Linked DNA regions of Sus scrofa: region 2 is linked to region 1. Evidence: chromatin contacts called from public Hi-C data. All regions are on one chromosome and are shown on one strand. Each heading gives the region's core, a stretch centred on a gene start, on an enhancer-like site or on the middle of the called end of the contact. The rest is flanking DNA. Distances are from core to core; before and after follow the strand shown.

Region 1 (7,004 bases), core at 1,308-3,807:
TAGTATTTTATGTACTATTATCTCTACTTTTGTATGTGCTTAAAATTTCCCATAATAAAGTTTTTAAAAATATTAAAAAGTAGGAAAAAAGAAAAGATTTCAAGTTTAATTGGCCTGACTCAAGCAGCAGCTGAAACTTCTCAGGCAGGATCTTTAGGAAAACTTCACTATTACTAGCTAGAGTTTGAAGTGGTTGCTCCCCTTTCTCACAGCACAAATAAGGGTCTACCAGGTAACTCTTAAAGTAATGGATTTAGAAATTAAAGGCAATCTCAGACACTTCTATTAATTTGGTGGTGGCCTTTACTTACCTTTTTAAAGGTTACTTTTGGAAGAAAAATATACTGAAGAACAAATAAGATGTCTTTTGCTTTATTCATTCAATTAAATACCATTGATTAATTTCTACATTGCAGAGAATTAGGGACTTTTTTTTTTTTTTGTCTTTTTGTCTTTTTGCCATTTCTTGGGTCGCTCCCGCAGCATATGGAGGTTCCCAGGCTAGGGGTCGAATCGGAGCTGTAGCTGCCGGCCTACACCAGAGCCACAGCAACGCGGGGGATCCGAGCCGTGTCTGCAACTTATACCACAGCTCACGGCAGATCCCTAACCCATTGAGCAAGGGCAGGGATGGAACCCACAACCTCATGGTTCCTAGTCGGATTCGTTAACCACTGAACCATAACGGGAACTCCGAGAATTAGGGACTTTTAAATACTGTATTTAGCAGGGTACAGGAACCCAATTTGAAAAGGCCCCAAGTTTCCAGCTAAGTAATTACTGAGAAGAAAAGGACATGATAAATAACCAAGGTCAAGGGTTGAGTTTGGGGAGGTTGGTGATTTTTTTTTTTTTTTAATTCTCTCCACCCAGTCTGCTTTCAAAAGTATGGCAGGAATAAGCCTTTGATTCGTTTTTGTAAATTAATATAGCAAGAAAAGCACTTGTCTGAAATAATTCACACCCACATATATATGACCAGATAAGAGTGTCCTTAGGTTTAGAAAAACACAAGCTCAAAAATCATTATCTGGATTTTTTTTTTTTTTTTGCTTCCTTTCAGCTTGTTCAATAGGATTATGAAAGGTGAAAATAATGCTCTAAAAGTTTTACATTTGCATATTCATCCTCCCTTCATCTCATGCTCTTCTGTTCTTGGAGGGAGTGCTCTAGGTATTCAGAATCACTGCCTTTTCTCACTTCTACTTTCTAACCATGTGTCATATCTGCCTGCAGATCACTATTTAGGCTGAATAAAATCATAGGTGCATTCTATGTCTAATCAGAATCAATAAATAATAAGACATTGTGCATTATTTGGGGCCTTCAAAAAAACCCTAACCGATTTAAATCTATGTGTAAACAAAACTAGTAAGGTTCAGGCAAAAAGTGATAAAATTCAATTTTTCACAGTGACTGTTTTTTGACAAGATCTGGCTGCTTAACCTAAGAGATTTAAAGGAGGACAACAATAAGAAACCTAGATGATTCTCTGAAATACAATACTACACTGCCTGGGTTGAAGTGGTCAAAACCTCAAAGTGTCACAGGAAAATAGCACATGACAATCTTCGAGTCCTGTGTAATATTACTTTGTTCCCAAGACTCAAATTTCCAAGAATGCTTTGTTTCGGCTTTAAAATTTAAAATATCCTGTACCTCAAGGTCTAGATTTCTCTTTGCATGTCAATGGTAACCATACTATTAACAGCTATTTCAAAAGTACTCTAAATAGGTCACCATGCAAGTGCACCACCGCGGCGAACCAAATGGATATAAGGAGAAATCCAAATTTATCACCCACTCACGTTTTCTTTTTAACTCAAATGTGCTACTCACAATAGTGTTTGTTTACTTTGGCACGCCATTAAAATTCTCTTTGTATTAGTTCTCTTTACACCCGTTTCTTCCAAAAACACACGTCATTATACAAACTGAGTCCATCTGAAATTAAAATTAGCTCCTCTGCCTGGCATTTCAGTTTACAAAAGACAGAAATTAAACCCTGTCGACCGATCACCTAGATGAGGACGTGAACCTGATTCCTAATTAGGTTTTTCCTCGCGTCTTCACCACCCCTTGTCCTCGGGCCCCCCAGTGTTTTTCTGTCTTAGAGGAGAAAGATGTTAAGGTGGTGGTGAACCTCAAGCCGCCAGGAAGCCCTAGCCGACGTTTAATGCTTAAACGTTCTGATCCCCCGGGGGGAAACTTTTTTCTTTTTCTTTTTTTAAGGTTACCCGTTGGACAGTTTTCAGGGCAGTCAGCCCACACTAAACTCGATCTCCCAAGAGCGGGAGGGTGGACAAAACCTGCACGGTCGTGGGACGGCGCGGGGGGGCCCCGCGTCTGAGGAAGGGTGGGACCTCGTTGAAGCCAGGAGATTCAAAACACGGATCGACTAAGGGAGAAAGAAACCTCAGGGGGCTGTGGGGGCACCGCCTACCTCCGCGATCAGCCCCGGATGCTCCGGGAGCCTACAGGCCGCGGCGGGAGGAGGACCGAGCCCGAGGGCGGTGCCGAGCGGGCGGGCACACAGCCGCCGCGCATGCTCGGAGCCGCGCCCGCTGCAAGCCGCCGCGTCGACCCGCAAGGCCTCCCTCCAGGGTCGCGGCGGAGAGCCACCGCCCGCTGCTCCTTTTAAGGCTTGCGAGGGGCCGCGCTTGATCCACCTGATGGGGGAAAAGTCGGTAACACCGGGCTGGGGGAGCTGGTCCAAGCTTCCCCCTCCCTGTGGGAAGGACGAAAGGGAGGACTCAGCCGTCAGCCCCCGCAAGTCCCATTCAGACCTTGAGCAAAGAGGTGGACTTGACAGTGCTTCCCCTTTAAGAGGGGGCGGTGCGCAGCCTGCCGTTTGGCTGCCCTTCGCACCCTCCCCCCGCCCCGGGCCGAGAGTTTACAGACCAATCACCCGGGTGGCGGAGGGAAGGCGGGAGAATGCGAACCTTTCGGTAGGGCGGTAGGGGCGGGCCCCCGGCCTTATTAGGAGGGAGGCCTGCGCAGGCGCAGACGCGTCCGCAGCCGGAGGGGCGGGGGCAATCCAGTGAGAGACTCTCCGACAGGCACCGAGGGTGATTGGGAGGAAAGGGGCAGCGAAAGGCTTGTCATGGGGTTCCGAGCTGCGAAGCGGCATCGGTAGCATCTGGGGATTTTGAGGGGGACAGGAAGTGTCAACGCCCGGGACCCCGGCGCCAGCTCCGCTGGGGGGATCCCCGCTGCTCTAGTCCTGGGGAGGGAGGGGAAAAAGGAGGGAGCCCAGATCTCGCCCCGCCCCTGGGCTTGTTACCGCGGGGGCGGGGAGTGAGGGCTTCTTTTTGGGGGGAGTGGAGATCGGGGGACTCGGCTGTGCCCTCCTGAGCGGCTGCGGGTGTCCCCGCGGCGCCGGGCTGCGGAGCAGAGGAGCCGCGGCGGCCGTGGCTGTTGCATGAGTGGCTGCTGGATGCGGAGGCGGCGGCGGCGGCGGCGGCGAGGAGCAGCAGCGGCGGCAGGATGTTAGGGCAGCAGCAGCAGCAACTCTACTCGTCGGCCGCACTCCTGACCGGGGAGCGGAGCCGGCTTCTCACCTGCTACGTGCAGGACTACCTCGAGTGTGTGGAGTCGCTGCCCCACGACATGCAGAGGAACGTGTCCGTGCTGCGAGAGTTGGACAACAAATATCAAGGTAGGGGCCGCGGGACTGCCTGTGCGGGTCCTCCCCCAACTCATCCGCTGGCCGCCGGGCACGGTCCCTCGGAGCCTGCCTGGGGAAGTGCCGCTTTCCATTTCTCCTGTGACAGTCTCCCCGAGTGTACAGAGGGGTCTGGTGTGTGGGACGGGAGAACGGGACTGGAGACGGGGTTCGCGGCCCTCCCTTCCCCCTGCGGTCGGCGAGGACTTCTCTTGGAGTCTCAAGGGTGGAGGTGGGGGCGGCTCGACAGCCCCCGCTGCAGACCCGGAGGCTGCAGCTGGTGTGGAGGGGAATCAGCCATTTTAAGCAGCAAGCATTTGTTCCGGCGCTCCCCTGCCCGGTGCCGCAGACCCTCCTGCCCCGGCCGGGGAGTGTACGGCCAGGCGGGGCTGTGGGGAGTGAGCGGCCGGCCGCGGCCGGACTCCCGCTGGTCTCCTGGGCCTGGCTTTCCCCACCCCCCAGGTGGGCCCCCACTCCTTGAGAGCAGATGCATTGGAACGTGCGAGGGGGAGGGGGCTAGAGGGCTGCGAAGGCGGCCTCCGGGGAGGTCCCTCCGTCGGCTCTCAGGCTCCGGACTCGGGAATAGTAGTCTCCTCTCCCGCCCCAGGGAAAGTTCCGGGCCGTAGCCTTTCCCAACTTGTTCAGCCAAATGGTTAAAGGGCTAGGGGGGTCCCTGCGGGGAAGGAAGAGGGTGTGTGTGTGTGTGTGTGTGCGCGCGCGCGCGTGTGTGTGTGTGTGTGTGTGTGGCGGGGAGGGCCCCCACTTGGGGGCGGGGCCTGAGGCCGTGACGTAGGACATGGGAGGGGCGAGGACACGCGCGCTCCCGCCGGTCTCGGGAATGGCCAGTGTCGGGGATGGCTGGTCTCGCACAGAGTTGGGCGAAGCTAGCTGGTTGGAAACGGGTGGGAGCTGTGCGGGAAGTTAGCTCGTTCTCAGGAGATTCAGTGTTGGGATCTGGGACTGTTTGTTGTGATTTTTTTTTTTTACTTTTTCCGAACCACTCAATCACGACAAAGACACTGTCAGATGCTGGGATCGTCCCTGACCCTGGCACCGCGTAGGTTCCGGGCCTTGCGTCACTTCCGGGCCCTTGGAGGATGTGGGTTGGTTGACTGGGCAACCGCCTGGCGTCCCTTAAACCCTGAGTCCCTCCTCTTGCCAAGTTTAAGTGATTGAGGCACTAGTCACCCTTTGTGGTCCGATCCAGGAGGCTAGGACTGGGGCTCAGCTTTTCTTACAGAAAGTATTATTTATTATTTTCCATTGGTGGCCCTTTCGCCTTTCGCCAGAAGGGGAGTCTAAATGGGGAGCCGTTTGCGTTTAATAACCCTGAATCAAGGAACAGATCTGGGACTTAATGTGTAACCAGCCATATGGACTTTAAAGGGATAACTTCTTGGACCCATTCTCTGTTTCGGCACGTCACTAATCCTGTGATTTAGTCTCTAAGGAACCCGTTTCTTAAAGGGTGATATTTTTGGGCCTGTAGGATTTTAGAGCATCTCGGTGTGTTTTAATCTGTAATTTATTTTGAGCCCGTATGATTAAGAGGACTGATCTTTATGCGGGGGGAGTAGTGAAATAATACAGATTATTTACCGTCAGTTGCTGCACCACGTCCAGAACATTATCTCATTTAATCTTCACAACTCTATGAAATTAAAATTCATTTTGCAGATAAATTAAAATTTACAAGGAGTTTTAAGTTACTTGTCCGATTAAATGGGGAATGTTTGACTCCACAGCCTGGCTACTTCAGGGGCACATCCTTGTTTTTAAATTATTTAAGCTTTTTTTTTTTTTTTTTTTAAGTACTCTCTAAAGGTATTTTCTATAGACATGGAGCACATACTTGAAATTGTAACCTAAAAATGTTATATGTGTGCTTAAGAATTGTATGTTGAACAACTTTAGTTTTTCAAATAATCATAACTCTGAACTTTGTAAAACTTGCAGGCTTTTACATTTCTTTAAAGATGTATTTGCCTTTACAAAAGTCAAGCTATTTTCATTTGAGTTGGGAGGGACAGTTTATTACAGGGAAATCTGCCATCTTGACCTTCTAGAGTTGACAGAAGTAGCTCTAACGACACAAGAGACAGGATTAGGCCTTCAAAAATGGAGAGATTTAAAAAAATTAGCTCCGTTTAGATTGTAGTTACTTTCAAAAGAAACGTAAAAACAATGATCTTGTTTTTACTCTGTACAATGCTTACTAAGCTCAACTTTCACAGTTTTCCATTAGCTTTATATGCTTGTTTGTTTTTGGTTTTTTTTGTAGGTTTTTTTGTTTGTTTGTTTGTTTTGTGGGGGGTTTTTTGGCTTTTTAGGGCTGCACCTGCGGCATGTGGAGGTTCCCAGGCTAGGGGTCTAATCGGAGCTGTAGCTGCGGGCCTACACCACAACCACAGCAACACAGGATCCAGCCCCCTCTGCGACCTACACCACAGTTCACACCAATGCCAGATCCTTAACCCAATGAACAACCCACGGATTGAACCCGAGTCTTCATGGATACTAGTCAGTTTCATTAACCACTGAGCCAGAATGGGAACTCTGGCTTTTAGGTTTTTTTTTTGTTTTGTTTTTTTTTGTTTTTTTTATTTGCTAGTTCTAAAATATTGTTTTTAGATCTAATACTTATAGTAATAATTAGTGATATACATTACATCGAAAAATTTCTCTCCAACCTATTTGAGACACTTTAAGAAATGACAGAAGAACCTTAAAAGTAGCTTTAAAAACTTTTAAAGATAGAGAAATGAAGAAAACCATCTCACATTTGAGTGAAATTATTATGGGCTATGGTTAAAAACTGGAACCTCAGTTTTTATAAGTATTCTTGTTTGTAATTCTTGAGTAAATAACCTTTGAACTAAAATTTAGTACTTAATTTCAAGTGCCTTCCATGCAGCTGAGTAGAAAGTGCTTAAACAGCAGAGTCAGACTAGCAGATCTGACAAAGTTCAGAGTCTGGAGTTGTTACCAGTTGAGTTTCATTTTCTTCACATCCAGAAGTGGTGGCTTCCTCATGGGAATGCTGTGGGAATTAATGAAAAAGTCACATAAAAGGGCCTTAGTAAGTATTAGTGTCCTTTCTTCTTTCACCACATAATTAAGGTGTCTTTTAAAAATGTGAATTTTTACCTCGTGTATAGTATCAATGTGTTGGTATGAAATAATATAATTAGTTTCTAATTCTTGATTATTAGATATAGAATATTTGGAATAAGGTTTATTCATTTTTAAAACCTCAAATTTTATGTGTCTGAGGGGAAAATATATAATTTACTTATTTTTCTGGAGGAAAATTGGATTCTCTTTTTTGTTTGTTTGTTTG
Region 2 (7,051 bases), core at 1,780-4,279, 44 kb after region 1:
TGATTAATGGCTATTCTTTCCCTGGCTCACTCAATTGTGAAATAAAATTTGAACCCCTCTGTTACCTACAGATTAAATTCTAAAGGCATTCAAGTATTTTGCAAAAACCTCAGTTCCATATCATTCACAGCAAGATTTTTTTTTTTTTTTTTTTGTCTTTTTGTCTTTTTTTTTTCTAGGGCCACTCCCACAGCATATAGAGGTTCCCAGGCTAGGAGTCTAATTGGAGCGGTAGCCGCCGGCCTATGCCAGAGCCACAGCAACGCGGGATCCAAGCCGCATCTGCAACCTACACCACAGCTCAAGGCAATGCCGGATCCTTAACCCACTGAGCAAGGCCAGGGATTGAACCTGCAACCTCATGGTTCCTAGTCGGATTGGTTAACCACTGAGCCATGACAGAAACTCTACAGCAAGAATCTTAATAAGTGCTAGATAGAGGTAAGTTTGGTTAGTGTCTTTCTGCTAGATGGAGAATTTGGGGAGGGAAGGCTGTGTGTGTGTGGTGTGTGTTTATGCAAGTCCGTGGGTAACATTTAGAGAAATCCACCCTCCGTTTTGCAAATATTTAGAAAAAAAATACATCTAGGATTTCAGTTTTTCCTATCAGTACAGTAGTATGTATAGATAAGTTCCGGGTCATGGCTCTTGATAAGCATGAAGAAAAAAATATCTTTCCAAATCAGAAATTGATGAGTGATTTTTGGCTAAGGTATTTAAATAAACTGTTCCCAGTTGCTGGCAAAATGTCAGTGTTTCCATTAGAAGATGTTATCAAATGCAGATGACAGAGGGTACAGATCACTGTGTTCCCTTAAAGCCTTTGAATTCAAGGGTGCATGTGCCCGGACTTCTCCCAGGGTGTTACACAATTCTAGTGAAGCAGGGATACAATCGGTTGATTCATTACACTGATCGTGATATGACAGCATGCAATAAATTCAAAGACAAACTCTTGCAGGAAAGCCGGGTGGAAAATCAAATCTGTCTTCCACGCCCATTTGTCTCCCCTGTGCGGCTGTTTTTGGGTCCGTAGAGCAGTTGCATTTATGAGGACTCATAGAATTTTTTTAAGGTTCTGCTTGGAATTCAGTCCTTCAGGCCAAAGATGTCCTATGCTTCCTCCAAGGAAGTTCAAGTCACACATCAAGAATCTTCTCTGACAACCTTAGGTACCCCTAACCTCCCGGCTCATTATCATAATCACCTGAGTTTTTTGGGGAAAAAAAATCCCAGGCCATACTTGTTGAGATTCCCCTGAGGAGATTTTGCGGTAGAGCCCAGTCATCTATAATTTTTAAAGTTTCCTGGGGGATTACAATCATCAGGCAGAATTAGAAGCCACTGGTCTCTCTCAATGACCTGTTACTTTGCAGAAGGGCAGTAGGTGGGGTTTGGGAATATCCAGCCTCCCCAGAACCCCCCATTACTGAGACCTTGCCGCTTATCCTCAAGGGCTGGGTCTTGACTAGCATGGTTTCAGTCCTGGACTTTCTTCTAGGACATGGTGACTTGATCAAGGGAAGATCTCTGGCATAAACTGGGCCAAATTTGATCTCTCATTTCATTTAAATTGAGTCCCTGAGACTGAAAGCTGGGTCAGCCAAACAGAGGAGCATGGCTGGAAGGTCCACATGCCAGCAGCTGGGTCCCGAAGGCTACCCTGGTTCCTGCCTTTCCTGACGCCCACTCTGTTCAACTTTTCTTTGAACTCTGCAAAACGCTCTGCATTCATTTCCTACCAACTGGCTTAAAGCAATAGAAGTGGATGTTGTCTGACCACTCTGGAGGCCTGCAGCCTGAAATCAAGGTGTCTTTAGCAGGACTGGTCCTTCTGGAGCCTCTGAGAGAAAAATCCTCCCCTGTGTCTCTCTCAGCTTCTGGCGGCTGCTGGCAATCCTTGGCGTTCCTTGGTGTGTAGATGCAGACTCCCATCTCTGCTTCCACTTGGACGCTGTCTTCTTCCTCTCTGAGTCTGTAGGATTAGGACCTACCTAAATCCAGTGATGGCTGATATTACATATCAACTTGACAGGACCATGGTATCCAGATAATGTTCAAACAGGAGCGGATGTTGCTATGAAGGCTTTTTTTGGGGGGGGGGGGCCAGATGAACATTTAACTCAGTAGATTTTGAATAGAGCACATTCTTCTCCATATGGTGGGTGGGTCTCACCCAACCAGTTGAAGGCTTCGAGTCAACAGACTGAGGTCCCCTGGAGAGGAAGGAATTCTGCCAGCAGACTGCCTTTGACCTTGAGCTGCAACATCACATCTTCCCTGAGCCTCCAGGCTACCGGCTTGCCCTGCAGGTTTTGGACTTGTGGGCCTTCACGGCGGTGAAGTTCCTTGAAATAAACCTAACTGTACATCTATACACATCCCACTGGTTCTGTTTCTCTGGAGAAAATGACTGATACAGTGAGGGTCTGGGTGGCCCTGGTTCCTACTCACACACTCTTCTGGCTGCCATGTGACACCTACGTTTCCCACCCCCCCCCCCATGGATGCTTTTGTTTCTCTGGCCACCCGGCGTGCGTGGGGTCTGCTGTACCTTCTCTACCTTGGTAAGGGCTGGTCCTGCTGGGTACACAGGTCATTCTCACATGAGCTGTCACTCTTTCATGCCTCTCTGTCCCACATTGCCGTGGCTGTGGCCGGCAGCTCGGATTCGACACCTATCCTGAGAACTTCCATATGTCACAAGGTCAGCCCTAACAAGCCCAAACAAGCAAACCAAAGTATCTCTCAAAAGGCTGGAGCAAACAAAGTGAGAGTTTTTTGCTACAGGTGGGACTACATGAGGAAAGATGGAGCAGATTTTACTCATGTGGTTCTGATCTCAGCCTAAGGAGGGGCGCCTGGCCTGGGGCAAGTTGGACTACTGTGGATCTGGACCCCGAGAGAAGGACTCAAGTCCCCCACCCCCACAGAGTTGCTTTCCTTTTTTATAGAGCAAGCAGGAGCGTGGCCTTGCCAACTGGGACACGATGTCTGCCTGGGCATCCGGCAGTCTGAGTGAGATGGCAGCTGTTCTGAGAGTTAGTTATCTGCCTTGCCTGCTGCCAGCACCTGTTGGTCTTGTGGGAAGTTGGGTTTGGGCACAGCCCCTCCTACTGGGGGACCCTAGACTCTGGACCCATTTAGATGGTTGCCAGACAACCTAAGTGTTCAGGGTCAGACATTCCTGTTTGTCTTTCCACAGAGTATATAGACCATTTGTAAAGAAAGCCTATCTTAAGCAAAGTTTAGATTTTGCTAAGAACTTTTTTTTTTTTTTTTGCCTCTTGCCTGTCTATCATTGTCCTCAGAAGTTGCCAATTTGAAATAATTTTTTTTTCCTTTTGGATTTTTTTTTTAAATTGTTGTCTTTTTCTCTTGTTAGGGCTGCAACTATGGCATATGGATGTTCCCAGGCTGGAGGTCCAATTGGAGCTGTAGCTGTCAGCCTATACCACAGCCACAGCAAAGCAGGATCCAAGCCGTATCTGGGGTCTACACCACAGCTCACGGCAACCGGATCCTTAACCCACAGAGCGAGGCCAGGTATTGAGCCTGCATCCTCATAGATGCCAGTCAAGTTCCTTAACCACTGAGCCACAACAGGAACTCCTTTTTTACTTTTTAAAAATTTGTATTTATTTATTTTTCCACAGCATGCAAACATCTTGATGTGAGATCTCAGTTTCCAGGCCAGGGATTGAAACCTGGGCTGTAGCAGTGAAAATGCCGGGTCCTAACCACTAGACTACTAGGGCACTCCCCGAAACAACTTTTTTTTTGCTTTTTTTGGGAGATGCCACATGTGTGGCATATGGCAGTTCCCAGGCTAGGGGTCAAATCAGCAGTGCCAGATCTGAGCTGCATCTGCAAACTACACCACAGCTCATGCCAACACTGGATACTTAACCCACTGAGTGAGGCCAGGGGTGGAACCCGCAACCTCATGGTTCCAAGTCAGATTTGTTTCCCCTGCACCATGACAGAAACTCCTCAGTTTCTTTTACAAAAATTTAAAATTTTTAAATTTTTTTTTGTATTTTTAGAGCCACACCCGCAGCATATGGAGGTTCCCAGGCTAAGGGCCAAATCGGAGCTGCAGCTGCAAGCCTACATCACAGCTCACAGCAACACTGGATCCTTACCCCACTAAACAAGGCCAGGGATCATGGATACTGGTCAGATTCCTTTCTGCCGAGCCACAACAGGAACTCCAAGAATTTAGTTTCTTAGTCGCACTAGCCACATTTCAAGTGTTCCACAATCACATGCAGCTAGTGGCTACCACATTGGATAATGCAGGTTTAGAACATTTCCATGACCACACGAAGTTATCTTAGTGCTGCTGATCTTCGCCAGGCAACAAAATCTTGAATTGTCCGATGTCCAAATCTAATCAAAAGCCTTTTTAGAAGAAGCAATATTTACAGAAGATTGGTGGAAGAGGGCCCATTCCTATGGTTTCTTTGAGCTTTTGCCTTAAAGCACAAAAGACCATCAGCAGCATCTTTAGATCACAGCATCCTCTCTCTATAGAACTGCTTTCAATGAGCCACATTTTGGGATTTTGTCCAAAAACACATTAAGATATAATCTTATGTATTGTTGTGCCGGAAAGAGAAGAATTGTTCAAGTATGATGGGGACCTGTCAAAAGGATACAAGGGCCAATTTGATGGGCCAAATCTGGTAGAAATTGAACAGCAAAATAAATAATGATAAATGGATGAGAGAATAATAAATCCAGCATTGAAATGAGTCCATACTGATGGGTGGAGGAGAGTGCCATACTGTAGAATGCCAAGGAATAAATGAAGAAGGAATGATGGAATTAGAACATCACAAATTGATTTTCCATGGTTGTAGCTGTTTCAAGCAAGAATCAGCAATAGACGCTAGTAGGGGAAAGATGGAACAAAATATTTGCATAATATCAAAGTATCTCTTTAGAAAATATTTATTAATTATAAAGGTAGGAAATAGTGACTTCACAGTGGAGACACCTGGCAGACCCTGCCTTAAACATGAGTTCGAAGTTGACATCATCAGAAATGAGAAGAATGGGTTTTCTGTGTCTCCTGCGCTGAGAACACTATAGGACTGAGATCCTCCTGCCAAAGTGACCTGAATTGAATTATGGGGAAACATAGGACAAACCAAAGTTGAGGGACATTTTACAAATATCTGGCCCACGCCATTCAAAAATGTCAAGGTCGTGCAAGACAAAAACAGACTACGGAAGTGTTCCAGAGGAAAGAGCAAGGAGACATGACAACGAAGTGCAAATGGGATCATAGATGGGATCCTGGAACAGAAAATTGTGTTCTTTTGCTCTAAAGGACATTTGGGGAAAAAATGATAAAATCTGAAATGGTCTTTGTATTAGATAATTGTACTGCATCAATATTAATTTCCTGATTTTGTTTTTATTTTTTGCTTTTTAAGGCCGCACCTGCAGCATTTGGAAATTCCCAGCTAGGGGCTGAATCAGAGGTACAGCTGTTGGTCTACACCACAGCTCACGGCAATGCTGGATCCCAATCCACTTATGGAGGCCAGGGGTCAAACCCAAATCTTCATGGATACTAATTGGATTCGTTTCCGATGTGCCACAACAAGAACTCCAATTTCCTGATTTTGATCACTGCACTGTGGTTATGTAAGAGACTGTCTTTGTCCCTGAAAATACACACTGAAGTATTTAAGAGTAAAGGGACATAATGTTGCCAATGGGGTCAGAAATGTGTATATATGGGAGTTCCCATCACGGCACAGTGGAAAGGAATCCGACTAGGAACCATGAGGTTGCAGGTTTGATCCCTGGCCTCACTCAGTGGGTTAAGGACCCGGCGTTGCCGTGAGCTGTGGTGTAGGTCGCAGACGTGGTTGGGATCCTGTGTTGCTGTGGCTGTGGCATAGGCAGGCAGCTGTAGCTCTGATTAGACCCCTAGCCTGGGAACCTCCACATGCCACGGGAGCGGCCCTAAAAAGCAAAAAAAAAGAAATATATATATATATATATATATGTATGTTTGTATATAAAGAGAAATAGATCGGGGTGGGGTGAGGAAGGAGGGAGGAAGAAAGAGAATGGTATACGTATGGTAAAATATAACAAATGTTACATATGGAGAAATCTAGGTGAACATATAAAGGACTGTACAGTTTTGGCCATTTTTCTGTAGGTTCAAAATGACTTCAAAATAGAAAATAATAAAAAAAAACTTATGAAATCCAATATTACATTTGTTGTGGGAGGTTTAAACTTCTCCACATCCCTCCTGTGAAACTAATATCAGAAAATTCTTATTAAGTTAAAAACCAGAAAAGCTTTGACTGCCCCCAAAGACTGTATCGTGTTTCTTTTTAAAAACATACCTGTTTTCCTTCTCACTTGGAACTGCAAAAAGCTCAGAGCTAAATTTCTGGGTAACTATAGCAACCATATAGGATCCTATAGGAAATTCTGTGTTCTATGTATCCCCATTGGTTGCGGGCTTTTTATATTTCCCTCACCCTGCCTTTTTATCGGTGTATTTAAACATCATCTGCCACACATCTGTGGACCAAGGTGGCTCGAACATAATAACAGTGGATCAGTGGGTTAAGGATCCGGCGTTGCTGTGGCTGTGGTGTAGGCTGCCAGCTGCAGCTCAGATTCAACCCCTAGCCTGGGAACCTCTGTATGCTGCAGGTATGGCCTTAAAAAAAAAAAATAGCAGGTGGAACTATATAATAAGAAAGGGGAAATTTTAGCAAAACAAAGAGCATTTTCTCTTAAATTTTTATGAAAACAGTTATATGCATGGATGATACTCATGTATGAGATTACAGAAGAACTGGGTCAGGCTAGGAGAAATTGGTAGAGAGTCACAAATACAGCAAAGATGTTAAAGTGGTAGGTGAGGGGTGACTCCCTACTCCCCCCAGTTGTTGTTTGGGGGAAAAGACTGATACAGGAGTTCCTGTTATGGCTCAGTGGCTTAAGAATCTGATGTTATTTCTGTGAGGATGCAGGTTTGATCCCTGGTCTCGCTCAGTGGGTTAAGGAT

The links. A called contact is a pair of places that touch in the nucleus more often than the background predicts.
Region 2: a Hi-C map of skeletal muscle shows a contact between it and region 1, with 6 times the contacts expected there. The contact joins the enhancer-like site here to the promoter of ING2 in region 1. A contact is called at or near these places in 5 of 47 Hi-C or Micro-C datasets (epiblast stem cells, fetal skeletal muscle, mesenchymal stem cells and 2 more) and 1 of 2 datasets of contacts at active chromatin or transcription factors (skeletal muscle).

Annotation. Positions count from the first base shown.
Region 1 is chr15:44,915,038-44,922,041 of Sscrofa11.1, forward strand. It overlaps ING2 (inhibitor of growth protein 2), which reads left to right and starts at 2,558. Exons shown (of 2, transcript XM_003133342.5): 1 at 2,558-3,658. The coding sequence starts at 3,487. LOC100621235 (a long non-coding RNA gene) reads right to left here and starts at 2,529. Exons shown (of 5, transcript XR_001301384.2): 1 at 2,444-2,529.
Region 2 is chr15:44,958,637-44,965,687 of Sscrofa11.1, forward strand. No RefSeq gene overlaps it. Among named protein-coding and RNA genes, the nearest start is that of RWDD4, 27 kb to the right of the region's middle. Within about 2 kb of position 3,030, at least 2 of the 83 cell types and tissues checked have an H3K27ac peak or open chromatin away from gene starts, as enhancers often do. A contact at or near this core is called in skeletal muscle, where this site is marked.